Linked DNA regions of Anser cygnoides: region 2 is linked to region 1. A link is a contact called in public Hi-C data. All regions are on one chromosome and are shown on one strand. The core of a region is the stretch at or near the end of the contact, and the rest is flanking DNA. Distances in the headings are between cores, read along the strand shown.

What was found. A called contact is a pair of places that touch in the nucleus more often than the background predicts.
Region 2: a Hi-C map of liver shows a contact between it and region 1, with 3 times the contacts expected there. The contact joins two enhancer-like sites. A contact is called at or near these places in 2 of 7 Hi-C or Micro-C datasets (both in liver).

The regions. Positions count from the first base shown.
Region 1 is chr5:54,941,527-54,947,357 of Taihu_goose_T2T_genome, forward strand. It overlaps LOC106047813 (a long non-coding RNA gene), which reads right to left. Exons shown (of 17, transcript XR_010832008.1): 5 at 4,373-4,471. Among named protein-coding and RNA genes, the nearest start is that of DIO3, 170 kb to the right of the region's middle. Within about 2 kb of position 3,230, at least 2 of the 3 cell types and tissues checked have open chromatin away from gene starts, as enhancers often do. A contact at or near this core is called in liver, where this site is marked.
Region 2 is chr5:55,079,685-55,086,245 of Taihu_goose_T2T_genome, forward strand. No RefSeq gene overlaps it. Among named protein-coding and RNA genes, the nearest start is that of DIO3, 32 kb to the right of the region's middle. Within about 2 kb of position 1,852, at least 2 of the 3 cell types and tissues checked have open chromatin away from gene starts, as enhancers often do. A contact at or near this core is called in liver, where this site is marked.

The DNA of each region.
Region 1 (5,831 bases), core at 1,980-4,479:
CAAGCAGATGCCAGTTCCCTCTGTAAGTTCTCCAAGATACCCAGATAGAAGCTACCTCTAATCCTAAAGTCATGTAATTGCAACCCTGTAATGCTGATCCCAAGCTAGTATTCTGCTTCCCAGCAGAACTTGCTAGTTCAGGCTCAGCTACATGCTAATCATGGCTACACAGCTTCGTATTTGGAGCCAGCTTTCACCCAGCCAGTTTGGAGCATGGATAGAGCGAGCTCATATCTGGCTGCCAAACCCTGAGTAGACATACCTTCAGTGACTCAAGCACTTAGTAGTAGAAATGCAGGATGAGTCTTGTGTAATATTCTTACAGTCCAGTAAAAGGCTGGCCTTGCTCACTAGTTTGAAGAGCAAGTCAGAGCATGGCAGTTTGCTTTGCTTTCTTGATATGATTACTCCTTCTTCCTCATAGAGGCTTCCCCAACTTCACACTAAGACCTGCTCCACTAAGAAAGCTAAGTGCCCTCCTGCTAAGGGACATGTTCCTTCAGGATTTGCCTCCACATGAAAAATGAAAACAAAATATGACAGGCCAAACTCCTCTTGCTAATTTAATTTCCCAGACTCTGTAAGATGGTAAGAGATTATCTAGGTCACCAAGGAAATCCAGGATCTCACAAGATATTTCTGAGCTGATGAAATAGATTTAAATTCAGTATTGCAACCTGAAAGCCCTCTGGTTAAGGTCATGGCCATCAGCTGATGCATGATATTTCCTACAGCCGCAGCATCAGATTTCCTAGAGCTAAACATCAGATGCTTTGATAGAAATATTTTTTCTACAATGCCCACAAATCTTATTGTTTTATCTTTCTAAAGTACAAAGCACAAATGAGAACTAAAAACTGTTTTACTTCTGAAACTTGTCCACTTTAACTGCCAGCCCCAGCCTGACGTACAGTTCCACCATGTCTCTTAGTTACTTTCCTAGATCTTGGGCTACTTACTGTAAAAAGAATGGGTGAGAAAAACACCTAATAGGAAGTTTGTCTGCCACCTCCACCCAGTGGCTAGTGACTTTAATGCACTAGACTAAGTGGAAACTACCCACTTACAAAACTGCAGCATTTGTGATCTGTTTGCACCCAGACTTAACTGTAAAACAGTAAATTCATACAATACGAGAGTTCCCTCTCCTACTCCCCTTTCCAAACAAGTTTTTTACTTTTTTCCGTTTTCTTCTCCACTGTCCACACACATCCAGGAAAAGAAAAAGTTTCCAGCCATAATGTAACTTTATCATTGTTGTAATTCACCTAACTTGGACCTCAGAAGGCCATTCATTTACCAAATAATATCATATCTTAGTAAGCAAACATTGGTTTTCCAGTATTATAGTTGTCCATATTTGTAAGTGTCCACATTAGTAACTGCTGTTTATTCATTATTTAAAGTCATATGGATAATTTCTCTAGGTTTATACAACACTTCTAGTCAGGCAACACCAACCTTGAACATTTCTCTCCTTTGCAACTTCCATCATAACTGCAGCTAACACACATTCCAACTTTTGCATAACTTTTTCCACTAAGTCTCTAATAAGCATTTAAATTTGAATTTTCAGTTTCCACTTTACTTTAGACAGAGCCTGCAGCAATTCATCCAATTCGTCAAAATCTTACTAACCTTTGGGACCGGCTATGGAGTTAAGACACTGTGATTTCCATGCCCTGCATAATGCGTTCCCTTCTGCGTCTGTTGATTTCAACCAGTTCCTGATAATACTTTCCTAGCAACCTGTCCATGTCTTGCTGCAGCCGCATAAAATATAACTCATTCAGTTTCACATCATGACAGTACACTCAGAGGAAAATCTAGGTTTACATACTCTTCAAATACATTTTAGTTGTACTTATTTTCCAAATTCTCTGAGAAATTCACCTACAATCCCTAATGAAAAAATGTGCAAAAATGTAAAACAGCAACAACAAACAAGATGTTAATACCCTACAAATACATGCTTACTGGTTGGGGAAAATAAGAATACTCCCTTCTTCCTTTACTCTCCTCTTTAGATCCTTCCTTTCTTCTGCCTCATTTAATACTAAAAGACTCAAGATGAACAAAGCATGAAGTCTGTGACACTCTCAATTGTGTTTCAGGTGCAATACACATTGATTTCCTTCATGCGATCATACCTTCTTCCATTGCACAGTCTGAGAAGCCATCCTGCCTATGACTGCTTTGCCAAAGGAACTTTCTCTTTACTCATCTCCTGGCTTAATAACCGCAGTGTTGCTCAGCATCTGCAATTGCAGTTTGTTGTATGTAACACATCATTTATGTACAGCTCTATAAGGTGGGTAAAGCATACTGCTTCCCACTTATTTTTATAAGCTGAACCTAATTAATGTCATTTGGTATGCCAGGGATAAGAGGACAGCTGGAAACCATCAAGGGAAAATGGGAGCAGTGCATTAGCTGTTTTTTTCAGTCAGCTGTTTTACTGCCCAAGGCGCACACACATGCACACCCTCTGCTTCATCTCTCAGGTCCAGTTCTGCTTTCTGTACTACCACTGCCACTCAGAAGTCAATAGAATTATTCCAGCTTTACAGGGGTATAACAGAGAACAGGCTTGGCCTGTATCCTACTGGCACTTGAAGCATTCCTGTTTTATCAAAATTTGATACTTAAAACATTCTGGGGATATAAATAATCAGGATAAAATAGCAATTAATACAACACACAATTGCCTTAGACTATGCCTAGAAATCTCATCCAGCTCACAAATAAAAGTCCACACAGTCAAGCCACAAGTCTCAGCCTACAGACTCTATCACATATCTTTGTCATATCTCCTGGAGACCAAACATGAGATTTATCCTAACCATAAGGAACAGAAGCAGCAAACTGAGGTTCACTGAAAATGCCATCCTACTGGTCTACTACTCAGCCCTGGGAACAGTTAGCCAGAACACTTCTGCTGACCTCAGCTTCTGGGATAGCTCCTCGCTTAACCCTGAACCTTTCACATACACATGAAGATAAACACCCGAAGTTCTACATACTAAGACTTAGACAAACACATTTTATGCCAAAGGGCATAGGCCAATAACCTGCAAAGATCCACACCCACACAGAATTGCACAATGGACCACACGTATTTTGGAGCATGGCATTTGCCTATCACTAAGAATTATCAAGCACCAGTCATTTCCAGAAACGGTTTGCTGCTCTCAGCGGATCAGTTACACTGCATTTATTTTTGCTCTAAGCAATACCTTCTATGCCAGTCATTCATACCAATTTGAGAGCTCACCCAGATCCTTTCCTCACCCTTTTCCAGGTCCTCAAACTCAAGAACATTTAATTCACCAAGTAGAATTCCTCTGGCTCCTCTGCAATCCTGATTTCAACTTTATCCTGAAGAGCTGCCAGAGGCATAGAGAGCCTACTCCACAGGGATCCCAAATTCCACAGTCTACTGAAGCTAAACACTACATGGCAGCAAATCTTTCAAAAGAAAGAGGCTCCATAAAACACCATCAGAGATCTAACATTTCAAACAAGAATTCATGCATCATTTGTAACCTGTTCAAGCCTGGACACTAAGCTGATGCACAGTTCTCTTCTGATCCTCAAAAGCCAAGCACCAGGTACCTCACTGGTGCCTTGGGTCTAAGCTCTGATCCAATGGATGGCAAGTGGATGGAGCCCAGCAAGACCAGTACTCCTGTCAAGAGTGGCAGAACTTTCCTCCTAGTTCCACCACTTGCAGAGTAAGCAATACACCATTTAATTGGCATCCTAAGTAACTCTTTCAGAACAGATACAAAGAATAGAAGCTGAAGAAGCAGCTCCTGAATTCATCCAAAATGCTAAATTAAAAGATATTTTGTAGATTTTCAACTGCCGTTCAAAAGGCCTAACTAACAATCCGATTAATCTCAAAATAATAAAAGCCCTTAATCTAACATATATCAGCAAATTCCTGTTTCTCTCTTTTCTAACAAAAATAACAACACTTTAGTTGCCAGTGCATTAATAAGATCCTATTTCTGCTCCAGAGACTGAATCAAACCTTTGTTCTTCACAGCAAAGGATTAAGAAGGTTGCTATTTTGGTAATGAGATGTGGTAGAGGTACTTACTTCGTAGCTGAGATCCAGGCTGGATGCCTGAGAAAGGAATAAACTCTGTTACCTCAGATGAACTTTATTCTTATAATTGGTATATCAAACTCTGCTGGTATGATGTGTGTCATTAGCAATAAAAGACAGACTATTCATGAATAATTACAATTTTATAGTGTTTAAGCTCATTCACAAAATGTGCCCTATGTTGTACAGAAAGTCATGGATGTAGATTATAACGTAGCTAAACATACACCCGTAATAAATAAGAAAAAAATTACTTACTTTCTAGGTAAGTTATTGGTCAGCTGCTTCTTTTTTTCCACTTTTTTTTTTTTCTGGATATCTGGATATATGCTTTTAACAGCACATCATGGAGAAAAGCTGTCATAAAGTGGCACAAGAAAAAAGAACTGTCAGGAAAAACAGCACATGGACAGGGACAAATGAGAGAACACTCTGAAAAGAAGATCAAATCATAGGACACAGATCCAAGTGCTGAGGCACCAACTTGGTGCCCAGATGATTGAGAAAACTGTTTGTGAAGCTGGAAAAGGAAGCACTGACCTGTGAAAATGAAAGCAACTTCATGAAAACATTAGTCATGTCACAAATATGTTGTTTATAGTTATCATAACAACATTTTTATTAAACAAACATGTTTAGTATATAAAGTTGTTGCAAGCAAAACATTTCCAAAGGACTAGGGTAGGTAAGACAGTGTGGTTAGAAGCTGGCACCGCTTTATAATTACATAGGCATTAACTTATTGCACTTAGAAATGGAAATGTTTGGGGCTCACATCAGACGAGGTCCAAATTTCTGAATGAAAAGTATTATTGCAACAAAATCTAGGATCATCTTCATATATAGCAAACGGAAACAGAAGTGAAAATAAACAAAGCCTCAATATCTCACTTGCATCCTGCCTGTTGGCTGATGACATGACAAAGGACTTTGAAAAAATGACAAAAATGAAACAATTTACTAACTCTCATTTCTCATCTGACAGGGCAGTTGTATGTCTGCCTATATTTTTTTAAAGACCACCATGATGAAAAGCAATCCCAGAAATGGGCAGAATATCAGAAGGAAATTAGTCCATTGGTAATTGTTGATATCCTCTAGGAATGCTGTTTCACATCAGATGAACCTCTCTTATCTCTCCTTCTCTACTGAACAGTAGGAATAGAACAATAAAAATCCATAGGGGTTCAGATATCTCTGGCAGTACAGGTGCCAGATTTCCTAGGGAAACAACTCATACATAGCCAAGTGTTGCTTACATGACTGATCATACGCATATTACCTCTTAAACAATTTTTGGACACAATCACTAATTCCCACCATATCTGATAAAAGCAGACACCTCAAACGTAATTGCATTCCTACCAAGATGTAGGAAAATAGTTGGATGGGTAAACAGGCTGACCTTAATACTGTTTCTAGTAAATGAAAGGCTTCAGTGTGAACATACCCTGCTAGGCCTTCAGAGGATCCACTAGTAGTGAGCAGTTATGAATTTCCCAGCTACTGGAAAAGCTCCAATTGGAGCTTGTGCCTTGTTAGAAAACCAGACAATCCAAAGCCATAGCAAACAAGACTTCAGTCATTCTGAGCTCAGGGAATCACAGTTTTTCAAAATGAAGACTGGAAAATAAATTGTGCTCACAAGTTTGCATTTGCAGGTAACACTTTAATCAAACATAAAAGGAATTGGGCTCAATGCAAATGTGAAAAAGCA
Region 2 (6,561 bases), core at 602-3,101, 140 kb after region 1:
AATACCTCATTCTGTTAACATGCAAGTTTTATATTTACAAAGCGTAAAGTGTCCCACATTTCCATAATGTATTAGTAGCATGAAATATTTTTAGCTCCAATGCCTTAAACAAAGCTGGAGTTACTGTCTGCGGTGCCCTTAAGCTATATGTCAGTCTTCACAAGACTGAAACAAAACACATAGAGCAGAGAGCAGTAACCACATTAAGGTTTAACGCTTATAAACACAGAAGATTTAACACTTGGCAAACCAAAATTCCCCTATGACCTGAAGACATGCAGATCGTGACCTGAGAATTAAGCGCTGTGTTAAGCAGTCAAGCTGTCTCCCTAAGGAAAAGACAAAAATAGCAAAAGACTAGCTGAGCCATGGGGTCAGCATATGTCAGGTGCATCCAGGCCCAATTCAGAGTCGATCTGTAGCCATCCAGGGCCGACCCTGACCTAGCCCAGCCTTTCCAGCCAGGGCCTCCTAAGCAGGAGGATTTTCAGAGGCACTGAACATGCATTGTCCCCGCGGCCCCCAGGGAAGAGGAACTTCTAAGCTATCGTGCTGCCAAAGACACCAGAAGAGAAAATACCACTTTTTTCCATCCGGAATTGGAAAGATTCTGGTATTAGATGAAAGGGAAGAGACAAAGTTAAATCACTTTACCCTGTGTACTCCCAACTGCGAAAATGCCCTCTCACTCTCCCTGCCTCTGTCCAAGGGTTCCTCCCTTGCAGGTGCCACAGTCTTGAAAAGTCTGGAGATAGAGGGGAAAGAGAAGGAGAAAGGGAAATTAAAATGTGAAACAAAGTTTTTGAACTAAATGTTTAAAGACCTTGCTTTAATCTGCAAGGCAGAGAAGAAGTTGCTTTGCAAAAGACGAAGGTCAGCGGAGAAACAACTCCAAACATCAGAGATGAAGAGGAGGCATGCAGGGAGAAGAGGGGAGTGTGAAACAGCTGCCTGGGGGAGCTTAAAAGGGATGCTCAGCATGCTCAAAACACTCTAATTTTGCCATAGCGGATCTGCTTGTGCCAAATTCCCACACAGAAAAATCTCAAGGACATGAGATTGACCTGGGTATCATGATTTTACTTTTGCTTTCTTCACTGCAAGCCGCATTTAACTTGTAAATAGATTTTGTTTTCTGAAGTACTTATTTTATTCCTTACAAAATATTTTTAATAGTTGATCAATATGAACTTTCTCCATGAAGTTACTATACAATTCCTGCTGGATTAAAATTGGACATTTCTCCATTTATTGGGACATTGCCAAATGCTGTTACAAGGAACGCTCAACTGTAATGAACTTTTATTCGGGGTCCCAAGGTGCTCGTTACAGAGAGGTGTATGTATACATATATATACGTTAAATTAGGCAAAAAAAGAATCCCATGCTGCATAAGACCTGCTTAAAAAAGCAGAATTTCCAATCTGGAGGGAATCTTGATATTTCAACTTTCATTTCCGTCCTGAAACAGGCCAAGAAATCAAAATATCAATGAAATAAATTGGTGGAACTCAAAGTTCAGAATAATTTAAGTTTGGAAATGTATATAGACAAAATGCTGATGCTTCCAATTGAAAATATAATGGTCCCAGGTTGAAAAATCCTGGAATATGATCCTCGTCTCACATGGATAAAAATCAAGAATGATTCTGCTAGAAATCCATGAAGTTACACTGCTGTAAGCCTTCACACGGGTAATAAAAATACCCAGAATTACAAGCATTTGGAAAGTGCTACACTTTCATGCTTTGGGGCATAAAGCAACCTAGGAATTCGGAGGAAAGTTTCATGGCTCATCCCCGCTGCTGCGATGCTGGAGGCCAGGCAGTTGCAGAGCCTCACCAGGGTGACGGGGAGCATGGCTGACGGCCGCTCAGGCTAAATGCACGAGCAGCTATGGCCTCTTTTATTTAGCAAAAGCTGGAATCGTGTCCCAGATCGCATGTAGGATAGTGGATACAGTTCAGGAATGGCAGGGCCCGAGCTGTCTGCTGGGCTCTCAAGCAGCTGTCAGACCCAGCAGAAGGCAGCAGGCTGCTCTGCAGCTCTCCAAGAGTGCAGGAGACGCAGTGGGAAATACTGGCTGTCAGAGGCAGCCAGGCAAGCTCTGGCAACGGAGTCCCGAGGAAAGCGGAGACAAACTGTCTGCGCAGCACGCCGAATGCAGAGGGCTTGGACCTGTGAGCAGAGAAACTCTCTCTGGATGTTTGACTCCTCTCCAGAGTCCAGGAAATGAGAATTTAGATATATTCGTTGCGAGTGACATGAAGTGCCATCGAAGAAACATGCCATTCCACTATCAGCTGCTCCTTGAGCTGAAGACAACTCAAAAAACTCCTCCTGTTTGTTTTGTTTTGAGGGTTTTTTTCTGTTTGTTTTTTAAACAAGATTCTTTCAAAAGGCCATAGCCTTCAGGCCACAAGCTAATCTTTAACTGCCCACTTAATTTTTCTGGGCCATCTGGCACTGACCATTGCTGGAAACTGTTGCTTTGTTGAAAAAAAAACCATGGACATCCCCCTGCGAAGTCGTTTCCCCAGAGGACTCGGGTGGCTGGAGCTCAGGGCAACGCAGGCAGATCTCTGCATCACCAAAGAGCCAAGGCCACCAAAATCACCAGCTGCTTTCTGCCAAAAACGCAGAAATTGATACAAGGTACTACTGCTATCACTTCTAAAGGGGGGAGCAGGTATGCACGGACTTTCTGCCCGGTTTCCACTGTCTGTTCTGAAGATCATCCCCACGTCTGGAGCAGCAGAATTACAGCAGTGGGAAGCTGTGGTCTAGTCACCACTGGGCCTCAAATCTGGCATGTGATAAACACTTGGAGCCCTGCAAAGCTCAGAGCTGTGCTTTTGCATCCAAGGTCTATGTTAATTTGTCCCAAACCTAGTCAATCTAACTTCTGAACATGACTGCAGCTGGTGTTCCTAGAAGCTGGTTAGGGAGAGAGACTAAAGCCTCAGAGTGCCTCATCTGCAGGCACCGATTTAGGGCCCAACTCTGGGACTAACCCACGAATCTTATTTTTTTAAAAATTGAGATCACCGTCTGATCATTTGAAATATGCTAATGCTCTGAATATTGGATCATAAAGTACAAGAAATAACTTAGGGAAATTAATGTCCTTACTTTAAATTTGAGATTTTTTTAAAGGGATTTAAAAAATGAAAAGCCAAGAGTAAAAGAATAAAAATTACATTTTCTGGAGAAACTAACATACATGTCCACGAAAGAATGCAGAAGTCAGTGAAGCAAGAATTTTCCAGATAACTTCAGAACTGAGCTAAGAAAAGCAACCAAACTTCCTGAAGAAAGTGGCTTTGAAGTGATTTTCCCCCAACTAAATTATGTCACCATCTGAGTGAGAGAATGCAAAGGAAGGGTCAGTCAAAAAGATTCCCATGGAATGGCCTGCATCGTTCATTCCTGCCTTATCTCCTGCCCCCGTTTCAGTAGCCACCTTCCTGAGCTGTTCCCATCCTACAGTCTCCTCTAGCCCAAAGGGCAATTTCTGTAAGGTCAAGCACACTGGAATTGCAACAAAGATCAAACTTTATGTCTTTGAAATCTCCCACAAAATATGGCCAGCTTTTTCCACACAATTCTACCAAAACTTTCCAAATCTCAAGCTAGTGCCTCAGCTTTAATATTACTTCTCCTGCCTGGAATAGGAAATAACATCCATTTCAGGAATTATTGAGAAAGCTGGAAAATCTGGAATGAATGAAATAACTTGCAATCAGGACAAAAAGAAGAAACTCCGACTTCAGAAAACAGATGGATGGAGCCAAAATTTAAGGCAACAATATTTATTGAAGAAAAGGAAAGTCTGAACTAATCTCTCACCCAAAACCTAACCACAGCCTCTGGACTCAACAGGGTCAGGATATTTTCCCATAGTATCAACACCGCAACTGGAACTGGGAAGAACCATGACTGTCAAAGAAGACACTAATTTTCATTCCGTTTCCAGTACAACTTTCACATCAAAGTGATACTTACACTTCAATAAAATCTTTTGATCTTTGTGATGCTTAACTGAATGGAATCATCACATCTTCAGAGCTGCGCACAATGAAAACCTAAATTCTGAATGCTTGTTGCTGGAGAGATTGCTTGCTATTTTTATTCTAGTTATTTCCTGATTTAAGTAGAAAGTTGAATTTACTCTGCTGAAACCAAAACAAATGTTGTTTAAAGGTATGGCAAGATATACATATAAAATATGATCTTAATGGAATACATACAACAGTCTTTACAGTAACCTGATGAGTTCCAGAAGTGGACTTGATACAATACAGCAAAGGCAACCATCCTGGTAGATATGTTATGCCAATATTGCAGAACTGTTTCAGAAGTAGGTTTCAAGAAATAAAAACATCTGACCAAAAAAAAATATAGGGAGGGAAAATACAAGGTATGCACGGAGCAAATGGAGATAGCATTAGAGAACGAAATAATTTAGTAAAAAGCACAATTAGTCTTGCAGGTTTGCATGCTGAAGTCTCTAAGCCCCAGTTCCTGAGCTGTGGTGTGCAAACCACCACCAGCCAGCAAATCTTTGGTGGCTGCCCACTGTCAGCTGGCTAGCTATTGCCTTCCTTGTCCCAGTCTGTTACATCACACTGAAGATGTATTTAATGGATATCAGACTAAACAAAGCAACTGCTATCATTGCTGCAGAGGTATTTACAAAACTGCACATGGAAAATAAATCAGATAAAGGGCCAAGAGTAAAAACTTGTTTCACCTCTCCACCTATATTGAGATACAGAGATGTCCATGTTAAAAAATAAAAAAGAAAGGGTCTCTCTTTTGTCTGTTCAAAAATTTGCATTTGCAAAATTTGCACCAGCAAGCTTGAGCTGTCAACTGGAAACCAAACCACAGCTGATATATCAGTCAACGCAGCATTTAAAAAGAGTTCACAAAGGAAAAAGTAATTTTGACTCCTGGCTTAAAGAAATTCCTGGCAAAGGCAGAAACTATGCTTGACCCCCAAATAACCAAACACCCATCTACTGCATATGGAAATTATTCTGCCACCATTTTACTGCTCCAGCAGAGGTGGTGCATGGCCCTTTCGAAGCCTTGGCTCTTTTCAAAGGCTATTATTCTAAACGTTTTAATACTGGGAACTGCATGAAGCTGGCAATTACGGAATTAGAGTGCAGTGAGGGGAATGTCACTTTGAAATCATTTAGCTCAGTTCATTTCCTTTTCAAGCGCAATAGAAAGCAGATGGAGCAGGGAGGGCCAACATGCCACAGAAGAACTCCCCAGGCCTTGGCCAGCACTCTCCTCCCCAAGACTAACAGAAGGGTCAGCAAATCCTCATAGAGATATTATCCTTTAGGAGAAGCACATGCTAGAATTCAGCCAGGATCCTGGTCTTTGGAGCAAGTCACCTCACTCCTAGGTTTGTCTTACATGTTGAACATGAGACCTAAATTGCCAACAAGGTCAACAGGGACAAAAAGCTCATGCCTTAAGGTCAGTGCAGGGAAGCCAAAGGGAGGCCAGAGAAGCACAGCAGGAAGATTAAGTGCTTTGGGAAAGAGAGCCTTAAGAGAGAAAGAGGCCCCCAAACAGTTGTTCACTATGAAGGAAAGGCTGTTACCAAAAGAAAGCCTTGCCATATGCAGCAAGAGCTGGACAACAAATTGTAAGCTTGATTTGCTGCAAAGATACATTGAGGTCAAAAATGAGTAGGAAAAAAAAAAAAAATGAAATTAAGTGCAAGGGGAGTGAAGCATTGCAGTCTCTGTTTGTAGTTGATGCTGCATCACTGGAGGTGTCTAGGAAGAGTTACAGGAATTTCTCCCAGGGACAATCTAGCTAAGTGCGATCTTGCCTCAGAGTGAGGGGATGACTTCCAGGGATCCTCTCCAGCACAACATCTCTTGGATAATTTAATAGAGCTTGTTACAGCTTGTACTTCATGTTTCTTATACAGAGAAAGAGGGATTCCCCAAAGGAAAGTAATATATTCTATGAGAAACAGATCCAAGTGCTGGAGTTGCAGTAGGGTCTAACAGAGACACTGGGACTTAGGAGGTCCAAATCCATTCCCCACTGATGTATGAGGAGAGATATTCTGCTCTCAGTGTCTCCCTCTGCAATGTCACAGTGTTCGGGACATAAAATGCAAAGACCCCCTATCCCACTGCCCAGGACTGCTTACATCAAACAGCAATTGGTGAGCTCCATCCCCATGGAGATGGGTCTTCACAGCTCCAGTTCAAGCCACACATTGTGCTCAACCTTTGTTTGCCCCACCGCACAAGCAAGCACATTAAAAGCAGGCTGTGTTTAAAGCTTTCCAGCTGCTGTTGTCCAAAAGGCAGACAGCACTATTCTCATCACCACTGCTTCACTGTTTTCTCCACTGCTGAACCTGTTCCTTGTGCTCATCCTTTGATACTATTTCACGCATGTCAACAAATCTGCCTTATTCTTCAAAAAAATGGCCAGCTACTCGAGGGATTGTGTCAGATGAGCAGATGTGTTTCTCGAGGACCTCCAAAGCACAGACAAGACTGATATCAAAGTTAAGAA